2 separate regions of the Drosophila melanogaster genome follow, and region 1 is linked to region 2. The links are chromatin contacts, called in public Hi-C maps. All regions are on one chromosome and are shown on one strand. The core of a region is the stretch at or near the end of the contact, and the rest is flanking DNA. Distances in the headings are between cores, read along the strand shown.

What was found. A called contact is a pair of places that touch in the nucleus more often than the background predicts.
Region 1: a Hi-C map of the OSC cell line shows a contact between it and region 2, with 7 times the contacts expected there. A contact is called at or near these places in 21 of 107 Hi-C or Micro-C datasets (the Clone 8 cell line, the Kc167 cell line, the OSC cell line and 7 more) and 2 of 7 datasets of targeted methods (both in the Kc167 cell line).

Annotation. Positions count from the first base shown.
Region 1 is chr3L:4,157,978-4,162,468 of dm6, forward strand. It overlaps nab (nab,), which reads right to left and starts at 2,955. Exons shown (of 6, transcript NM_001274478.1): 1 at 2,354-2,955. The coding sequence starts at 2,672. mas (masquerade) reads right to left here. Exons shown (of 9, transcript NM_079195.3): 8 at 4,400-4,491; 9 at 3,689-4,340. The coding sequence ends at 4,018.
Region 2 is chr3L:4,119,931-4,124,832 of dm6, forward strand. It overlaps Chd64 (Chd64,), which reads right to left and starts at 2,458. Exons shown (of 3, transcript NM_139603.3): 1 at 2,226-2,458. The coding sequence starts at 2,279. It overlaps ens (ensconsin), which reads right to left. Exons shown (of 13, transcript NM_001300004.1): 13 at 2,977-4,902.

The DNA of each region.
Region 1 (4,491 bases), core at 1,705-4,204, 39 kb after region 2:
AGTCTGGTGGAGCAAACGGAGAGGGGCAGCCGGTGGTAGCAATAAATAAATGAGACGTGATTTCAATACACAAATAATGTGAATGGTGGGGGGAACGGGGGGGATATGGCGAAGCGGGAGGCTGGGAAGGCGGAGAACTGGGGACACTTTGTTGTGGCTGCTCCAGCTCCTCTGCTTCTGCGGATTGTTGCTGATTTTTTATTTATTTAATTTGCGGGTTTGGTTTTCTTTTTTTTTTTTGCTTGCTTTCATTTTTTTTACCCACTGCGTAAGAGCCGATGCTGCGGCTGCTGTTGTTGTTGTCATTTGCTAAATATGCTGTTTTTATGCGAACGGCAAATGGTGAAGATGGACAAAAAATTAACTGCAGTAACTTTTTAGTTGGCACTTGGCAGCAATAATGACATTCGACGCCACATACCAAGCAGCTGCCCAAGCAGCCAGGAGCAGAAAACGGAAAACCGCGAGCAGCCAGCAGGATAGGCACTTAGAAAAAAAGTGTGGTTGATTCTGATAAGATGTGATAATTGTTTCTAATGGAAATTATAATTATATATATTTCATACAAGGCGTCTCTGAGCATTAAGTTAAGTATGTACCTCGCTCATGCCTATATTATTTGTATTATTTTGACACACTTTTCTCACAGTGCATTTAGAAAATGCGTTATAGTGCATGTGTGTGTGTGTGTGAGCGGTCTGTGTGTGCGTGTGGAGCGGAGCAGTCAATCGTGCGATCGCTTCGATTATGGGCAAAAAGTAGACGCCGGACTTTGCAGACTTTGACTTGGAGAGTTGGACCTGGAATCGGAACCTGGAACCTGGAACCTGGGACTTGGGACTGGGACCAGGGTCTGAATCCTCCTCCTCCTCCTCCATTCGATCCTCCCTTTCTGCTTGGCATCGGCAATGGGCAAGTAACCGAAACTATTTCTCATATACAACGATAAATTAAAAGCCAACTTTTTCAACGACCAAATTCTTGTCGATCAAAATTCCATTGGTGGCAATAACGTGGACCGTACGTGCCAATGGCCAATGGCCCCGGCAGAGGAACCATAACCATAACCTGCACAGGAAAAGAATAATGTCTGTCCAAAATATTAAGTGCATTATTTTCGGGGTCATTACGATCTTAATCTTGCCAATTTGAGGGTTTTAATAGGACCTGTTTCGCCATGTCCATTGTACTTGTATAAATCTAAATAAAAGATACACTGGATACTCATTGGAAATGCTATGTTATATTAAGTGATACCAACTAGATAATATAAGTTGATTGAATCACTAAGAACTGGATATATATATGTTTTTTTCTCTGTGTGACGACATCTTTTCTTTCGGCGCTTGAGCATTTTTTCCAACGAGAACGCGTCTCGTTGGTTGCCTCCCCTTCCGCCAACTGAGATTTATTGAAATATTTTACTACCCTCATCGCTTGGGGTGAGTTTTTTCCGTTTCCTTACAACGTTTTTTCATATCACCCCTAAGACGCGACCTATCATCATGAGGTTCATCTAACGGCTGCCTAGGAAAAGGCATCTTACCTGGGTCTGGCATGGATCCTATTGGATGAAGTCTGCCATTGCTGCCTTAAGAAATCCTAGACCTTGAGCAAATATGCAAAGTAAGACACCCCAAGCAATCGAGCACCGAGGAAATGAAAACCGGAACAGGGTCCGCTATTTTTTAAGAAATTAAATTATTACCCAGCAAAGGTAACTTTCAGCTTCCTTTGTTAATAGACGGAGGTCCTTGAAGGACAGGGACAAGCTCCTTCGGTTTTCCGTTACATAACATCGCCAGACAATGGAAGCTCGCGAAAAGAGCGCGAAAATTGCAGCATGTGGCTGGATGAGGATTCCTTTGTCAAAGGATTCGTTGCGGTCGAAGGATCAGGATTGGACACAATAACATTTATACAAATGAAGACATCTGCATGAGCCAATGACGAAAGGATGTGCATGGCTTTCGGAGATAATTAGAACCTGTATCAGCAAATTTTTTTTGGTATTTTTAACGACAAAAACTATATTCAATTACCATCAACATAAACCATTTTGAAAGCCTTTAGAACGCAAAGAAATTAACTGACAGAAAATAGTTTATAATTATGAAAACAGGCATCCTTCACAAAGAATTTCTATTAGAAACTTTTAATTTGTTTCAAAACAATTAGTTCCCTTTCTACAATTGTACTTTGATTACCAAAGTTTATTTTTTAAGTGAGAGCATAGAAAACCTTTTACTTCTATCCACAACTGTACTGTGTTCACTAGTGTAACACAGCACAGTAATATCCTTGGAAATCCTTTTCACCATATTACAGCATCAGTTAATAATAAACTACTTACTTGTTCCATTCGCATTCCTTCCAAAGATCTTGCCCTGCGGACTCATAATGGGACTGGAGGAGGCCGACGGAGCGCCCGAGAGCGATCTCTGTCCCTCGGATAGTCCGCTGGCTACGGACAGATTGTACAGATCCTCCGTCTTGGGCATTTCCAGACTGGTGGTCAGCAGCTGTGACTGTGTGGCGGAGGCGGATGCAGATGCTGTTGCGGATTGGCTGTGTCCTTTGCTGCTGGTGCTGGCAGCTGGCGATGGACTGGATGTGGATGTGGTGGTGGCCACCGCCGTCGTGGGTGTTGTGGGATTCGAGCTCGCCTCCATTGCGATAAAACACGTTGGCAAACGATGACGGATTAAATTAACGCGATTGGCACGAAAGGCGATCAAATACCAGGCACAAACACAAAGAACCAGGACGAAATGCATGCAAACTAGGATCTAGGATCAGGGATCGAGGATCGGAAGAGTACTACAGGCTACGATTAACTACACTAGATAAGTATATAAGACTCTTTAGGGAGAGTTAAACAGAAGATTGTAACGGCAGTAACGAAACTCGCGCCACTTTCAGTCTCTCTAATCTCTGCGATCCGCTCAGCTCGAGGCCAGACGAACTTCTGTGCACGAATCCCAGAACGGACATCTGAGGAACCCTTTTGGAACCGGCCGACGACAACGAAGCCAACGAAGCCACCCGAAGTCCACCCGAGTGCCGGGCGCTTTCGTTTTCTATCAGCCGGGGCAAAAAAAAAAAAAAGGGTTAAAATCAGGGATAAAAACAAAACCAAACAAATTGTTCGGAGGGTTAGGAACGTAGGACATTGGTTTCCAGATTTGAGGGTTACTTTTTATCTGCCGATGCTCAAGATTCTCTTAGAGAACAATCATTCTCTCTCTCTTTTCGCAATTGAGCGACATTGAGTGAGTTTTTGTGCTCCGCCTCTTGAGAAGCACTCAAAGATTCGGAATGCCGGAGAGACTTTCCAAAAGATCCTTTTAATGTTTTTTTGGTGAAGAATTCCGTTAAATCTGTTGGGAATATTCAAATTTCAGCAAAAAAAAAATAGGTTGTATAAGATTGCATAACCCTTTTCCCATGTCAAATGAATCATTATGCAACTGCATTTTTTCGTACTAGAAAAGAAAAATCTGCTCTCCTTTGCCGCCAAAATTCGAAAATATTTAAATATCTTTAGGAAAAATATATATTTGAAATTTTGTAAGCAGTTTCTTGTGGAAAACGAAGAAACAGCTTATTGTAAAATATGATCATATATTTAAAAAATTAATTAAACCAAACCCTTTTTACCCAACCAAATCCATACTCAAATGTTTATATAACTGAAGATTTTTTGTATTTATTTTGTATATACAAAAACATTTTACCATAGGGCGTTATCAAATAGGGGAATACTTTTAAAGATTGCCGTCTACGCTACCGATAATCATAATAGTTAATATAGTTGCTTTCTGGATTTGGAGTCATTAGAGTTAGGTTTAGGTATGAATAGATTACACTAGGATGGAGTTACGTTAGCAGTCGAAGAGCGGGAACCCCTGGAAACAATCGTAGGCTACACCAGGCTAGTCGTCAGTCCTGGAAATCGCCACAAGAGCGGGGTTCCTCCCGCACATGGTGTCAGTGTGTCCTTTGCGAGATTCCTCACTATAAGTTATTCACGCTGATGATCTGGTTGATCCAGCCGATGAACGAGGACGTCTTCACATAGACGCCGGGCACATCCTGTCGCCCGCAGCCGAATCCCCAGGAGACGAGGCCGGCCAGCTCGTAGAACCCATCATCTTGGCAAACTAGTGGACCACCTCCATCGCCCTGGCAGGCATCGTGTCCCTCCTCTCCGCCGGCACAGAAACTGGAGGCGGGCAGGATGAAGATCTTCTCCGTCACGGCGTTCACCTTCCGTATGCACTCCGTATCGCTCACAATGGGAATCTCCGCCTCACGCACTCGCAGGGGAATGGGACCAGCTTAAAAGATGACCAAAAGTTAGAAGCTATCAAAGTAATCATAAGGATCTAGTCGCTACCTTCACCCATATATCCGTATCCGGTCACCGTGCATCGCTTGCCCGCCGCATGGCTGACTCCTCGTGCAGGAAGACACACCAAGCACACTCCA
Region 2 (4,902 bases), core at 1,208-3,707:
TGATAGAGATACCCGTACCTATACTGATATATAGATACAGATACAGGGAGGTGCGTGCTGCGGATGTACAAGTGTGTACACAGTGTCTTTCACATATGCACTGCTAATTGAGTGTGGATTCTTGACTCCGAAAAAGGCCAAGTGATTAGTACGTGGCCCATGTGCCGCCAATGCGGTGAGATACAGCTGCGAGCGTGGAGGGAGTTGGAAAAGAAAACAACTACAGTGCGGCTTCTTAGGGGTGAATTTCCAGAAAGGAAATAGTATCATGCTGAATCTAAGATTGCTAAACTAATATATTCAATCGTTTATGTAGTTACAAATTAGTAAACATACTTTGAGTAACTTGAGACCTTTCTGCCTCATTCCTAGAACTTTCCCGACAGCTGGTGCTACGATCCCAGGAAAGGGTTGAAAATAAAGGGGCTACGAATTCCCTGGCCGAAACTTGAGATCCATGCCAATTTGTCGGTGACTGGTCGTAAAAGTCGGAAAAAGCACACACGCAAGCACGGAGTGTAGAGAACCCATGAGACAAACAAAAATATTGCTTTCATACCTTTTTGCCTCACTTTTGTTTTGCTGTTTGCTTACGCCACATACTCAGTTTTAAGTGCTCATGTGGTGGAAAAGGTGCTGCTATCGCCTCTACCTCCTGTCACCCCCAAAAACTCAAAACCCGAACCCGAATCCCCCTCAGAAGATATGAGTGACTCCCAGCGAGCGGCAAAAGTGCTCAAACTAACAACGCCTTCGAGTTGAATGGATCGCGAAGGGATCGAGGAGCACCAGTGGAGGGACAGCTGAAGGAATGACATCATCGCCTTCGGCTCCTGGGGAGCCATTCGATCGCGGCTTGGAGTCGCGCCAGCAGCTGCGCCTCCAGGCACTCGCCTCTATTTCTCTTATTTTTCTATACCCTATGCCAAGGTTCTTCCTATTCCAAGTACCAAAATGTTTTAGCTTAACATGATATGGCATAAATAAACACTACAGAGTTCTCATAATATTTTTCATAACCATAGTGCCTGATATATCACCATAAACCACGTTAAAACATACTTCATACTGTGTTTTAAAACATACTGTGTTTTAAAAATGCGCTAGTACAGATAATACCGATAAACAAGGCCTTTTGCCAAATGGCTGACTCAAGAGAATGAAATCCGGGTGGAAATACTTTTAGATAAGCAAAGCTAAAGCAAAACAAAATATTTCAGTTTGTCAACAACTTGGTAAAGTGCTCCTCAAGGGTATACAAAACTTCGGATATGAAAAATCTCGATTATTTGTTTCGTTTTTTGTTTGGGCAATGCTGTAACTGTAGTTGTCTTGTTGTGGATTTCGTCGGACTGCACTTAATCCCCTGTGCCGGCGACATATACAATTTCACTTGGGGCTGCCCAGGGGCGGTTGGAATTGCGTAACCCCGACTTGACGAGGGCCAAATGGCCGAAGGGTACGGGTAACCCATCCCCAACCCCATCCCACCCACAAAAGCCCGATGCATTTGTATGAGTGCATTTGAGGCAAAGTGCTGCTAATGGACGGAACTAATGTCAATTTACATTGCGGAAGCTACCATGCTGCAATAGTTGGGTTGAGATCATCCAAAGGGTCTTCCTTCTACAGTGGATACTCCACAAGTAGCACCTATGTATTCAGACTTGCTTTTATTGCAGCACAATTAATTAGGATTATATTAGCTCATCTTTATAATGTATACTGTTCGAACTTGGGATATTATTCATATCGAAATTTCCAGAGCTTTACTAACTACTACTAATTGTTTGATTTATGGATAACCAACTGTTTTCTCGATCTTCGATTTGAATCACCCGCACTGACAATGCCTCAAAATCACCTAAATCATCTTCAAGCTTTCGAATTACGCATGCATTACACATGTGTGTACATGCATGTATATATTCCTATATACATATGTATGTACATAAATACTTGTTCGACTTATCAGCGAAATGAGGTCATTCCTTGTTAGACGCTGGCAATTTCAAGACCATTTTTGGCTAATTTTTGGCATTTGGCGCGCGAAGATAAAATCTTGACAACGCAGCGCCAAATAAAGTCAATGCAGCTCTAAACTCACGCACACACCCGTGCAAAAGTTGATTTTTTTTTGGGCAATTTGTTTATTGTGTTGTTTTGTTTGGCGCTCTTCGGTTTTTGGGTGGGGGGTGCGGTTGTTGTTGCTATTTGGTACTTACTTTGCGCTGGGCCTCGGCGGCAAAACCAGACTTCGCTGCACGGTTGGACGCCATAGTTATTTGATGAAGAAACGGGTTTGCAGGGAGCTAAAATGTAGGTTGGTCTTGGGCTGAACTGCACCACTGTCCACTGGAATGTGTTTGCCGCGGAATAAATCGGAGGGAGCGCAAGGGTTAAGGCCAAGTTGGTTGGGCTACGTCCGTTCGCAACGAAAACTTACTACGTTATGAAAGGCGGTCCGAGCTGCGAAACAGAGGAAAGCTCGCCAACAGTTTAGTGTTGTAAAGCACACTCAGTCTTGTACCTAGTAGGTTGGGTACAACATAAAAGCTCCAAGCTGCGCTTATCAGCGGCAGCTGATTTGTTATGATGGCATTGATGATGTCATACCGCTTTGTTAACGGCAGTTGTTTTTCAAATAATAAAACATGGAACTATCGAGCACTGGAAACAATTTTACACTATATAAGTATAAATTTAAAATTTCTGGTTCATTTGCCTTCTAAACCAGTAACTTTTGTTTTCAATAGGTTTTGAAAAGATAATGAATCTGAATCAGTATGATTTCCATGATCCACCTGTTGCTTTACTTTTAATAGAAGTCAACCACTATTAGTGCTACTTTTTGCGGTTGTGTACAAACTATCCGATAAGATTCGCCAGAGTAAAGTTCCATTGAAAACTTCCTATGTTCCCCCTTATCGAGAGGTTCTTGCAGCAGCATTCCATTCAGATGACCATGACATTTTTGGGGGACTTTCTGGAAACCAAGAAGTAGCGAATCGCATTTGGATGATTGCCTTGAGAATTAGTTACAGTTTATTCACATAAATATATATTTTGTTTAATCGTATAAATTATGCAATTGTGGATTTACGATAAGAAGCGAATTTCTTTAGTGTTTCAGTGTGGTTCTAAATAAATAGGGGAATTGCTTGTATAATTTGTTGTTCTATTTGTCGTGTTTGTTTTTTTTTTTTTATGTGTGGGTTGTGATATATTTAATATTAGAAATACATAATTCAGCTTGATCTTCAAAGGTTTGTTATGTTGGTAGCATACACATTTAACTTATGTGGGCTTGTCTTTTGTTTTGATTATATCGCCATTTGGTTTATAACATAGGAAAGCAGTAATTAACTAGAAGTTAGGGCTTATTAGTTGCATACACATATTGCCATTATAATATATTATTCTATTAACGGTTTTCGCATGCGAATAATATGCCTGCTATATCTGTTTTTATAACCGATCTGCATACATCGATCATGCATCCTACTAATTGTTAAGGCCCTTTCGCTCAGATACAAGTGGGTAGTGTGTGATTTTCGTATTATATATAAATCGATTCATTTTTTACAATCTGTTATGCATGCTTCGAGGGGGACGACTCTTTAAAAAATAATCATCATAATTTATTTTTGCACATGGATAAATACAAATTACAAATATAAATGTGTATATGTATATATAAAAAATCATTTACCAAAAAATATATACGTAGACGCAAAAGAGACGCAATAATATACAGAGAACATTCCTATAATAAAGGGTGACATAAGCATAATCAGATTTGGGACTCCTACTACAAATAGTACAACATGGTAGAACTACCAGTTCCACTAGACCTAGGCATGTGTATATCAAGCACTGACATCTGTGATTACAGTGGGTGTATATATCCGCGTGTAATTGTTTTATTGTTTACAGGCTACCTATGTATCTGCTCGACTAGCTGCGAACAGTATCAGCAAATAATTTCAATTGAATTTCCTTATTTCCTCCTCTTTCCTATGTTTTTTTTTTTTCGTTTGTTTCGTTTTGTTTAAATAAATAATACCTCACGATTCGTTGGCTCAACGTATTAAACTTAACTTACAGAACAACTGTGCAAAGTTGGGCAAAAAATAAAGAGGGGGTTCGAATATGCCCTCCTAGCAGTGAGGCGCTGTAAATGTGGATGGGTTAATGGTATGTGGATACCGCGTCTTCGTATTCTTTTATTGCTTGCTCGGGACCCGTCCACACACAATTCGATCTGGGTGCCCCGTAGAATCTCGCGTTGTTGTTTATACTAGGGGTTTGTTGTCTACTAATTTTATATAATTTTCAATTATATACGCTGCTTCGGCGTCGGCCCAGGCGATTATCCTGCTCTCTGGCTCAAGTTATACTCAATGTAAGCATGCACTTTCAACTTTTGAAGCGAGTTTGTAATTATATTAGATCGAAACGCAACGATTCGAATCGAAAATTGCATCAAATGTTCTTTTTTTTAGCTTAGTTGTAGTACTTCACAAACAGATTTCTTTGATATTAAATTGCTTCGCAAACGATCCCCGATCTCTGAGGAGGATGTCCCCACCATATCTCACGCTTTCTCTTTTAGGGTTTGTCTTAGTTCTTAACTAATTTTTATCTGCAGCTGCTCGGGATCGGTCTTATCGTTACTCCCGCTCTGATTCTGATTCAGATCTATCTATATAATGTGTACGTTTAAATATATAGGTTTTTTTAAGCTTTTACGTTTTCCTGTTTTTAGTAACCATAATTTGTCGCACTGTCCACTCGCATTCCTATATAGATCTCATCCTATAAATAAATACTCCGACTCCACACACATTTAGCTATATCAAGATTTAGGTTTAGAAAACAATCAGTTTGGTTTCCTCATCC